Regions from separate parts of the Callithrix jacchus genome. Here region 1 is linked to region 2. A link is a contact called in public Hi-C data. All regions are on one chromosome and are shown on one strand. The core of a region is the stretch at or near the end of the contact, and the rest is flanking DNA. Distances in the headings are between cores, read along the strand shown.

The links. A called contact is a pair of places that touch in the nucleus more often than the background predicts.
Region 1: a Hi-C map of skeletal muscle shows a contact between it and region 2, with 5 times the contacts expected there. The contact joins two enhancer-like sites. A contact is called at or near these places in 3 of 3 Hi-C or Micro-C datasets (induced pluripotent stem cells and skeletal muscle).

The regions. Positions count from the first base shown.
Region 1 is chr19:7,330,078-7,336,633 of calJac240_pri, reverse strand. No RefSeq gene overlaps it. Among named protein-coding and RNA genes, the nearest start is that of HLX, 400 kb to the left of the region's middle. Within about 2 kb of position 2,838, at least 1 of the 16 cell types and tissues checked has an H3K27ac peak or open chromatin away from gene starts, as enhancers often do. A contact at or near this core is called in skeletal muscle, where this site is marked.
Region 2 is chr19:7,158,764-7,164,608 of calJac240_pri, reverse strand. All of the region lies in intron 1 of LOC144580311 (a long non-coding RNA gene), which reads right to left. Among named protein-coding and RNA genes, the nearest start is that of DUSP10, 280 kb to the right of the region's middle. Within about 2 kb of position 2,473, at least 4 of the 16 cell types and tissues checked have an H3K27ac peak or open chromatin away from gene starts, as enhancers often do. A contact at or near this core is called in skeletal muscle, where this site is marked.

The DNA.
Region 1 (6,556 bases), core at 1,589-4,088, 170 kb before region 2:
AGATTTTTTAAAATAGTATATCCACATAGTGGAGTGCTCTGCTGCAATAAACAGGAAAAAAACCTACTGATTTATGCTACAACATGATGAACCTCATAAATATGGTGCTGAAAGATGCCATATGTAAATAACTACATACTGTATGCTTCCATCTATATGAAATCTTCAAAAGAGGTACATTTATAGAGACAGGAAACATACCAGTAACTGCTTGGTCCCTGAGAACAGTGGTAGGAATGAACTGTAAATAAGCACGAGCGTACTTTTTGGAGGTTGGGAAATGTTATAAAACTGGATTGTGGTGTTGATCGCACACCTCTATAAATCTGATTTAAAAATCATTGACTATTACACTTATGGTACATCAATTAGATACTTAAATTATATCTAACAAAGCTGTTAAAGAAGAAAAGGCTTATTGCTTATTGTACATGTATCATTTCCAGGCACTGCACTAGGCAGTGGTGACAGAGAGAGATAAAGTCAGACAAAAAAAAAAAAACCCTGCCATCGTGGAGCTTACAATTTGCAATAATTAATATCAGATTTTGAGCAGGCTGACACTGTCTGCTTGTGAAATTTCAGAAACAAACAAGCCATGTTAAAAATATTATATTGCTCCCCAAAGCTCTGCTTTTACGTAATTTACATTTATTGTAGGGGATTCAGAGGAGATGAAAAATGAGGATATAAAAATATGAATAAATGCATTTTAGGAGGTGGTAAGTACTGTTAATAAAAAGAAATCTGAGATATAAAGAACTCCTAAAACTCAACATCCAAAAAACCAACTCAAAAATGTGCCTAGGACTTGAGTAGATATTTCTCCAAGAAACATATACAAATGGCCAAAATCATATTAAAAGATGCTCAGTATCACTAATCATTAGGGAAATGCAAATCAAAACTGCAATGAGATACATCTCACACCCATTAGAATGGTTACTAAAAAAAACACAGAAAACAAGTGTTTGTGAAGATGTGGATTAATTGGAAACCTTTGTGTACTGTTGGTAGGAGTGTAAAATGGTACAGCCGCTCTGGAAACAGTATGGTGGTTTCTCAAAATATTAAATAGAGAATACCCCTGTGATCCAGAAACTCAATATCCAGGTACCTAAAAGAATTGAAACCAGAATCTTGAAGCAATACTTGTAAACCCATGTTCGTGACAGCATTATTCATTATAGCTAAAACATAGAAGTAATCAAGTGTTCATCTTTGGATAAATGCATTAAGCAAAATATGGTATATGTGTACAATGGGATTATTTAGCATTATAAAGGAAGAAAATTCTGACATATGACTTGGATGAACTTTGCAGATATGTTAATTGAAAAAAGCTAGTCACAAATGTACATATGTTATATGATTCCACTCATCTGAGACACTTAGTAGTCAAAATCCTAAAACAAAAAGTAGCATGGTAGTTGCCAGGGGCTTATTGTATAATAAACAAGAATTTCTGTTTCATATGATGAAAAGAGTTTTGGAGATGGATGAGGGTAATGCTTATACAACATTATGAATGTGCTTAATTATGAATATGTTTAATACATACAATATATTTAATATGTTTGATGATACATTTTATATTATGTGTATTTTATCACAGTGAAAACATTGAAAAAAATTAGAGAAAATAAAGAGTGATGGAGCCAGAGAGAAGAGGGTGTGGTGTCTAAATATGATGGTAATAGAAGACCTCCTTGATAAGATAATATTTGCTAGAGACCTGGCAGAACGAATAGAAAGCCATGAAGATGTCTGGATAAAGAACATTCCAGGCAGAGGAAACTGAGTTAGGGACATGCATGGCCTCTTTGAGGACTGGCAAGGAGGTCAACGTAGTTGGAACAGAGTAGATGAGCAGAAAGTGGAGATGAAGTCAGAGAGGGAACTGGGGCCAGATCATTTGGGACCTTGAAACATTTGGTACGACTTTAGATTTTTACTGTGAGTGAGCTTAGGGACCACGAGACGGTTTCTAGCAGAAAAAGGAGAAAATCTAACATGTTCTAATAGTTCTTTCTGGTGGCTGGTAGAGAACAAACTAGATTGCAAGGTTGCAAGTAGGGAGAATAGTTCAGAAGCTACTGCAGTCATCCAGGAGAGAGATGCTGGTGGCTCATATCAGGGTAGCAGCCCCTACATGACAAGAAGTAGCCCAGGAGATACTGCAACTATAGAATCAACAGGATTTGCTGATTTCACAGGTGGGAGAAAGAAGGGAATCAAGGATGACCCTAAGGTTTCTGATTGGAGCAACTGGACCAGATTGTGAAGCAAGTGTCTTTAAGAGGGCTAACACTTTAGCCTAAGACTGCAGGTAGGAATTCGTGAAAGTTGATTGCTGAAATCCTGATGGAATGGAATAGCAGAATGAGATAGCTGTGCTTTCTTTATATGGTACTTAAGCCATGTATCTGCATATACAGGGACTATGCAACTGTTTTTCTTTGCTCCTGATACCACAGTTACAAAGGATTCCATTGCTGCCACTCAGGAAACAGCCAAGTGTTTCTACGTCTTGGGCTCAAATTCCTGACATTTGAAAGATGGCGGCTGCCATCGTTTTCTGCAGTATCTCAAGCGTATTCTCCACCAGATGGCAGCACTGAAATTCAGAGGCCTTCACAGAGCCTCCTTGCCTGGTGAATACAAATACGAAGCTTTAGGCTCCTGCACACAAGTTGTTTCAGTTTCTCTCCTGTTCCCCCTCCTCCACTAAAGGCAACTCCTTCCAATAGTCAGCCTTCTAGACTGTAAGAGAAGCTTTTAACATTTTAATGTCTTGTCACATTACTCACTAGTCTCATCCAGGCCCAGGAAACCATTTCCTGGAGGCCTCTTTTTTATTTGTGCTCGTTAGCTGCGCTAATACATTCTCCTGGAAACCACGGTTTAATAAATTTCATAGCGCATGACCAGTGGACTTAATGAATATTAGTCAGTCGAAGCGATTTCTGTTTATTCAGCTTCTCTTTCCTCTCCTCCCTTCCCCTACCCAGACCTCATTCTGTGGAATGATAATAATACACAGAGAGCTGGCTGGCCACAGAAGACTCTCAAAACAAGGCGAAAAAGGATCTTTCTGAGCTCACACCTGTTTTAAGAGTTGTTATCCTTAAAACGAAAAGCTGTAGGGATTCACTGGGCTCTTTCCTTGTAGCTCCCTGTGGACTTAGCTATTAAACCGCAGGGAGGAGCCCAGCCTTCAGAGCACTTAAAAGTACTTATGTCAAATCCATCCCATTCTTCCGGCCCCCGTTCCTCAATCCAGCCACCATTCCCAAGGGCTGCAGCACATTACAGGGCATTCACTTCATATGAATGGGCACACACAGACTTTTTCACCATTTCGATATGTCTAACATTTGCAGGCACATCCTGTAGGCTGCCTCAAACAGCCTTAATTTCAATTTACTGTCTCCCCAAGGGTCTTGCCATTCTGCCGAAAGTAGAAAACCCAATGATCGTTTCTCCTCTCCGACCTCTCACCCCAGGCTCTCTCTGCCCTCCTCCTCTTTCAAGGAAAAGCTGTATTGGGAGGAGCATTTTGCTCCAGATGAATAGAATGAAGTTTTGATGCTTCTAACAGCACGTGTGATCTTTTATTTTTTAAAAATAATGAACAAGCTACAGCAGATTACCACATTTGGGAAGTGTTCAAAGTCGGCACAAAGTCCAGCAAATGCTGTCTTGGGTCCTCCTGGAATGTGACTACACAAGACAGCATGAAATCACAGTTTTGAACTTTTACGTTGTCGTTTGTAATCTGCTAGGTCTAACTCTAGACAACTTTTTAGCAGGGAAATTCCAAGGCATATGCAGGTTGAGAAAATAGTGTGATGAACTTCAATGCACCTGTCCTTGAACGCTCACATGAATCAACATGTGGCCAATCTCGTTTTATCAAATCCTCTTCTCACACATGCATGGCTTTTGTACTTGGAGATTTACAAACAAATGGCAGATGTTGTGTCTTTTTCTCCGTAAACACTTTGGCATACCTTGTTAATGGATAAGAACTTTATTTTTAGCATAATCACCATGCCAATATTACACTTAATTAATGGTAACTCCTGAGTTATCTAATACCGAATGCATATTTTTTCCTAATTAACTCAATATATACATTTTTAACTGTTTCAGAATCCAAACAAGACCCACTCACTGCATTGGTTATTTTTTCCTTAAGTCTCTTGTTTTGTAACAGGGCCTCCTCTTTCTTCTCTTCCCACTCCTCTTTCTCTTCCTTCTCCTTCTCTAGTTTTATGCCACAGATCTGTTGGGAATATCCACATTTTGTCTGCAGAAATATTCCATACTGTAAATTTGACTGATTGTTTCCTTATGGTGTCATTGAATTTGTTCTTGTGCTGTTAGGCATATTTCTGACAGAGAAAATGTTAGCCAAGGTTTTCACTCTTATACTGAATAAAAACATTAGAGTATTGGGTGAAATCCTCATTTTGCTTTGGCTTCTGGAGCTACACTTACTGTTAATTCATTCAACAAATATTAATTAGCTCTTACAATACCAGGCACTGTACTGGGCTTTGGGAATGCAGAGTGATGAAGCGGGTTGGGAATAGGGGATAACTGAGAAAATCATGGAGCTTATCATTGTGAAACTTAGGGGTCGTGAGTTTCAAAGCACCACTTAAACAAACACCTGTTTGGGTTCTCCTAACACCCTTCTAAAGACCGTCAAGCTGTAGAGCCCTCTCAAATTTGCTGAAGAATACTGAGGATGAAGTGATAGATGCTTTAGACAGGAACTATACCAGAAATCACTAATGGAGAAGTCAGACACCATTACCCTTGGACTTCTGGATTTCAGTCTTTTGATAAGCTAATTTTAGATCCCAAACTCTGTCACAGGTGGCTCAGTACTGCTAAAAAGATTTAGGCAACTCCTGAACAAAATTAATATCAGGGTATCAACTTGTATTAGCCTAAGTTACAAAAGAAGTTAGTTCCTCAAGAGTTCCTTAATCCTGACACCCATCTCCAAGAAATCCACCAATACATCAAAATAAGAAACACATTGGAAGATAGTGCACAGAGACTAAACGCAACTGAAATCAAAGTTGCCCAAAACAAAACTTCTCTTACTTACCAGTGTGGGATAAACTCTGCTATTTCCAAATCTATTGGTTTGATTTTTTATTTTATTTTCAAAAAACGCTGGCTGCAACCCAATGAATGAATTTTGTGACCCACCAATGAGTCATGATCTGCTGATTGAACTGCGGTCTTTGGAAAAGGTTTGACATTTGGATAAGATGGGGTCATGAGCCATCTGCTTGAACTATGCAGTTGAGGCTTAGTTTTGTAAAAGCCCAGATTTTGTGCCTTTGAAATCATATAGGAGGAAGGGATTGAGGTAGGGGGTTTTCAGAAGTTGTAAACAATATCAAGGCCTTCCTCCTATTTATTTTTTTTTTCTGGCTAGAAGAAGTGTAAGCAGACAGAGGGAGACACTTGGGACAAAGTAAGACCCTTGGGAATTTCAAGTCTCTTATTTTTAAGGAATGAGACAAAAAATTTTTAAGGTAGCACCACAAGCCGGATGTTTTCTCATCTTATGCAGTCCTCATAATAATGTAACTGAGTAGCCTTTACATATGTTACATGGGAGAAAAGTTGGGCTCCCGGAGATTGAGTAAGTAAGAGGAACCAGCTATTAACCAGCTCACAGAGGCCGTATCTCCTGGCAATTGGAGACCGACAGAGGCTGGAGCCGGACAGTCTTCACTCTGAATCCTTGCTGTGGCACTTAGTGATTGTCAATGAGTAAGTGAGGAATAAATAAGATAAAATGTACAAACACTCGGCATCTAGTAGTCACAGATTATTTGTATGTACGTAAGATACATATATATGTTAAATTATGCATATATGAGATATATATACACACACATATAAGATAGACATTAAAATTTTTGTTTTTAAAATTATCCCTTGGAACCAGATGATATGTCAAAAGTACTGGCATTGTGTACATTTCTGAACTTGCTGTCTGCTGGCTTCCCTCACTGCCCAGTCTCCTGCCAAAGACACTGAATATGGTTAGAATTCTGCATGTACTGGGCACTGTAGCCAAACTTGAAGAGCAAACACACACATACAAACTCAACAACAGGTGTCGGCCTCCAGCAGAGAAGTCTGATGGAAGAAACCATAATTTTGAGTAATAACCCGCATTTCATCAGGACTAGGTTCCTTTTCACAACTCAGAGATTTCATGTTTGCTTTTAGTGCTTTACTGAGAATATTTCCGTTCTTACATGTACCACATTGAGAGGCAATGGTGTATGATGTATATGAGCTGCAACCCTCAGAACAGGGCGACCTTTGCTGTCATTCTCATTCTGCCACCGCCCTGGTTTATTAGCCCATTCTCGAATGCTATAAAGAAATACCCGAGACTGGGTAATTTGTAAGAAAATAAATTTAAGTGGCTCATGGTTCTTCAGGCTATACAGGAAACAGTGCTAGCATCTGCTTCTAGGGAGGCCTCGGGAAGCTTTTACTCATGGTGGAAGGC
Region 2 (5,845 bases), core at 1,224-3,723:
ACCTATCAGAATGTCCAAAATAAGCCCAGGCGTGGTGGCTCATGCCTATAATCCTAGCACTTTGGGAGGCCGAGGCAGGCAGATCACCTGATGTCAGGAGTTCAAGACCAGCCTAGCCAACAAAGTGAAACCCCATCTTTACTGAAAAAAAAAAAAAAAAAAAAAATAGCTGGGCTTAGTGGTACATGCCTGTAATCCCAGCTACTCTGGAGGCTAAGGCAGGAGAATCACTTAAACCTGAGAGGTGGAGGTTGCAGTGAGCCAAGATCACGCCACTGCACTCCAGCCTGGGCAAGAGAGTGAGGTTCTATCAAAAAAAAAAAAAAAATGTCCAAAATAAATACTGACAATATTGAGTGCTGACAAGGATGCAGAGTAAGTGGAATTCACATACATGATGGCTACAGCAACTCTGGGCGATGGCTTGGCAGCTTCTTTGTAAAGTGAAACATACGTCTACTCTATGACTCCACAGACCAATCCTGAGTATTTACCTTAGGGAAATGAAAATGTGTGTTCACATGAAAACTGATAAATATTCAGAGTAGCTTTTTTTTTTTTAACAGTAGTTTGAAACTGAAAATAGCTTAAATGTCCCTTAATGAGTGAAAGAATAAATAAACTGCAATACTGCATATGATAGAACACTATTCAGTAATAAAAAAGAACAACTTAGATAACTCCATGCTGAATAAGAGATTCCAGTCTCAAGAGACAGAATTACGGTGGTGGAGAAGAGATCAGTGATTGCCAGGGATTGTGGTGGAGGGAGAGGGTGACTGTAAAGGGATAGCATGGGGAAGCTCTCAGGGGTCATGGCACTGTTCTGTATCCTCTTTGTGGTGGTTACACAAATCTATACCTATGTAGAAATCCATAGAGCTGTACATCAAAGAGAAAAGTCAACTTTACTATAGGATAATTTGGAAAACAATTTTTTTAAGGCCAATGCATTTCTATTCGACTTTTCTATTCACAGTTTGTTGTCAACCTCATCTTTACTTAACTGATGACATCCTGTTTTCGCTAATACTGCTTGCCTGGCAGGGAGAAGTGAGGCATGTGTGAGGCATTGCAGATACAGAGATGAGTCAGGCAGAGGCCTTTCACGCAAAGGGCTTACCACCTGGGCAGGGAAATGAGACAGGGAAGTGAAGAGACGTCATCAATTTATGCTGCAGAAATTCAAGGGGTGAGAAATCCCTGGTCACCGTGGAAATGTAAGCACAAAGCGTGTTTTCTTAACTCAACCAAGAAGGAGTAATTGGTTCTGTTTACTGTTTTCTTACCAAATATATTTTTTGGAGGGGAATGGTGAAGACTTCCTTGCTTTGATCAAAAATATTAAATTAAAAAATTTCATTAGTTGATAGGAAAAGTGCCTGCTGGGTTGTACATTTACTGAAACATGGTCTGTGTCTAATTCCATTTACATATTTCGATAACCAGCACTCTGACTGTAGAAGTCTCATCATTCACTAAATATTTATTAAATGAATTGATGAAAGATAACATCATAAGCACAATGTTTAAATCCCTGCTAGTCATGAGGTTATTTTTTACTGAGTTGTCATATTCATCAGTATAGCTTCTGTCATAGTCATTTGGAGATGAAACATATTTTAATTACTATGTGCATAGTCCATTCTGTGGCTGTGTAGGTGGCACTCCCCAGGGGAAAGTCCCCAAAAGTGAGTCACCGTGATTATTCATGTCCTGTGGCAGCAGTCTTTGAAACCAATATCTACAGGAAATAAATACCAGGAATGTGAATGCAGATGCTTTGAGAAGACCACTAATCCTGCTATGATAAGTAACTGGGCAGTTATTCAAGCAGGGTGTTTTTAGTGCCATGGAAACAGACAGAGTTGGTGTTTTCCAGGGGAAAGTGTTTTAAATCCAGAGTCCTACCTAATCTGGATATAAATATGCTGTTATGAATCTAGCTTCCTAAACCAAGCCCTACCTTAATTTCCTCATCTGAGTGATAAAGGTCACCCACCACAGTCTGGTGTGAATTCATGGCAATTAAAGTTCTTACTTAGAAGTCATTATTTTTATTCCCATCTGGGCAAAAGTCAAGTTCAAAATCAGAGTTGTATCAGGGCTCAGCTTCTGTGATCCGTCAGACCATTTCTGTTTAGAAGTGAGTTTTGTAAAGTAAGTGCTAAGTATTTTAGGCAAAGAAACCCAGCTGTGAAAATACTGCTAACATTTGTACAGTTGTTTTATATGTGGATTTATTTTTACTTGCACTTACTTTAGTGCGATTCTTTGCAGAGAAGTTCCTCTTCCCCTCCTCTCCTTCCCCATGGCTGACTCTTGCTGCCTCTCATGGGTCTTTTGAGAAATGACAGTCTCTCTCCCTAATCCTTATGGGTCACAAGTGTTCTGCATCATGGCACACCCTTGACTAATTAGCATTAATAAGCGATGCTGGGAGAAAGAACCCTGGAGAAAAAGCAGAAGGCTTATTTTTGCCAAATTGGAATCGACCCAGCTAGCAAAATTTTCCAGCGTACTTTCTTGCTCTCCTGACTCTTGTGTGTTCCTGCTGCCTAAACATACATTTCTGACATGAGGTCTTGGACAGCCCATGAAAAACACTGCCCTGCAAACCTTTTGTTCCAGGGGATATGGGGACTTTATTTGTTTAATATACTTTTCCTAAACTGTCTACTGTGTGCAGGCCATGAGGGATGATAAGGCATCATTTCTGCCTTTTATCTCTTTGTGATGTTTTAGCAGAGATGTAGTAAAGATACATCAAACTATATATTAGTTATTGAGCACTTACTGTGTGAAAGGCATCGGGCTAGGTACAAATAGAAGAGCCTTGTGGAATAAACCGACTTCAACAGGCAGGGAACCAAAACAGGACAGGACAGGTAGGCTGTACAGCAAAAGGAAAAGCTCAAAGGCAGGAAAGTAAGGGCCAATTAGAGGGCTCTGATTTGGAAATCCAAAGCAAAGGGGCTTAGTGGGAACCTCTGGGTCTACATGTAAAAGCAGGGTTTCAAGGAGATATTTATTCTACCCATGTTCATAGCAGCATATTCACAATAGCCAAAACAAGGGAGCAACCCAAAGGTCCATCAGTGGATGAAAGAATCACAAAACGTGATCTGTATGTGAGTGAAATAGCCTTAAAGAAGAAGAAAATCCTGTGGAGCCCTGCAACATGGATAAGGCTTGAGGTCAGGATGCTGATGAAATAAGCCACTCTACAAAAAGAAAATACTGCATGATTCCACTTACATGACATTATTTAAGAGAAATCACAGTCATAGAACCAGAATGTAGTATAGGGAGGGTTTCAGGGGCTGTAGGGGAGGAGAGAAAGAGGAGCCATTGTTTAATGGGTATAGAATTTTGGATTTACAGGACAAAAAGTTATGGAGATGGATAGGGGTGATGGATGCATATTATGAATGCATTTAGTAACACTAAACTATACACTTAACATGGTAAAAATTGTAAATTTTATGGGTATTTTACCACAATAAAAAAATGGAAAAAAATGGGCATAGTGGAAAAACTCAGGATTCAAATCCTACCTCTTTCTCTTATACACTGATTCTTCATATACAGACAAAAAATAACAATTACACTTTTCAGGGTTATTGTAGATATTTAGCAAAATCCACTTAATACATGGCAGGCAGTCAGTTAAAGATGGTTTTTACTATTAGTCAGTTTGCCTATAGCAAACAATTTATGAAGGAGAACATGGAAAATGAGGTGGAAAGAGCAGTTTAGAGCCTCAAGTGAAATGCCTTGAGTGCCTAACTATAAAATGGAGCTTTATTCTGTGCCATGAGGAACCAAAGATGGTCAGTGAACAAAAGAGTGACAGGATCATGGAGCTGTTTTCAGAACAAAGAGGAGTGGATTAGGAGCAGGGGGAGAAGCTCACCAAATAGCTGCCAATTGCTTCGGTGGTTCTGCTGAGAAAATGGAAAGGAAAAGGTTTATTCGAAGTGACAGTACTTTGCTATCAGAACATTTTTATCCTACTTTAAATAAAATTCAACGTTATATGAAGAAACATTCAGGTAGAATGTAAATAAGTTAATGTTGTCCGTGCTTGATCAATTCCCCCCCCTTTTTTTTTTTTTGAGGCAGTCTTGCTCTTGTTCCCCAGGCTGGAGTGTAATGGCGTGATCTTGGCTCACTGCAACCTCTGCCTCCTGGGCTCAAGCTATTTATTCTGCTGTCTCAGTCTCCCGAGTAGCTGGGATTACCGGCACCTGCCACCATGCCTGACTAATTTTTGTATTTTTAGTAAAGACGGAGTTTCACCATGTTGGCCAGGCTTGTCTTGAACTCCTGTCAGGTGATCCACCCACCTTGGCCTTTCAAAGTGCTAGGATTACAGGCAGGAGCCACTGCGCCCAGCCAATTCCCAATTTTTTAATCAAACACTACATGTTTGGTGACAAAACATAAATGTGACATGGCATCCTTCCATCAGTACACACTTCGTGTGTTAAGAAAAAGCAAGCCCCTGATTTCATAAATCTCAGACCAGACAGCACATCAGGTTCTGGGAGCCTTCTGCCTCTAAGGGACCACTAAGCTTTCAAGGGTCTACACAGACCTAAAGAAAGACTTATAGGATTAATCACTTTGGAACCAGGTTACCTCAAAGACTTTCAGATGTTTATTTTGACATCTAGGCACATTTGGAAGAGAGCAACATAATTCCCAAAAGAAGAAATCATTGAATAAAAGTGTGTGTTAAAAAGAGTTGCACAGCCATTAGAATCATGTGTTTATGAAACAATGCTTCCAATATATTAAATAAACTGACCTAGAAGAAAATGTTCATTAGGATATCACTTCTGTTACAAAGTTAAACATATATTAACATAATATTATGTATATAAGTACAGATCTGAAAAAACACACATTACTTTTTTTTCTTTTTTTAGACAGAGTCTCAATCTGTCACCAGGCTGGAACGTAGTGGCACAATCTCAGCTCACTGCAACCTCTGTCCCCCAGGTTCAAGTGATTCTCCTGCCTCAGCCTCCCAAGTAGCTGGAACTGCAGGCACACGCCACCACAGCCAGCTAATTTTTGTATTTTTAGTAGAGATGGGGTTTCACCATGTCAGCCAGGGTGGTCTCAATCTCTTGACCTCGTGATCTGCCCACCTTGGCCTCCCAAAGTGCTGAGATTACAGGCGTGAGCCACCACGCCCTGTCTACATTCGATTTTTAACAGTGATTGTCTACGACTGAAGAAATTATGATGGTTTTAAATGACAGATTACAAACTGCCAGCTTAAGGTTGCATTTGCCTTCTAGATATGTCTGTTCACTTAACCTTTTCTGTTCTGTGACCTCACTTTACACTGTTTTCAAAGGACCTACCCACTTTGTGTATATTTAGATTACCTGCCGGAGCACCGTAGGTGTTCCTGGGTGAAATTTTCATCTTGGTGCTTTTCACAACAAACAGGTTTTAATTTTTATATGAGAAAAGCAAAAGTTTTAATAATTAGCATCAGTTTGCAGTGTGCATATTAGAGTTAAAAATAATTTCCTTTAGAAAAATTAGATAAATAATTCCCCTTCTGCTACCCTTAGTCCTAGGGTATGAGAAACAACAGCACACTTTCTATCGTCCCCATAGGAGAATCCTCAGCTGATAGCTCTGGGTATGACAGGCCCTACATCAGCCCTTGTTTTCAAAGGCTCTGAACATTCTGATCTTAACACTTGGGAGAGAAAACCAGAATAAAATATTTATATATGTATATGGTCAGTATTTAAAGTGGGAGAATAATACAATTATTATTCAATACATGCAATTTTGGAATGGACAGAATCTTTAAAAA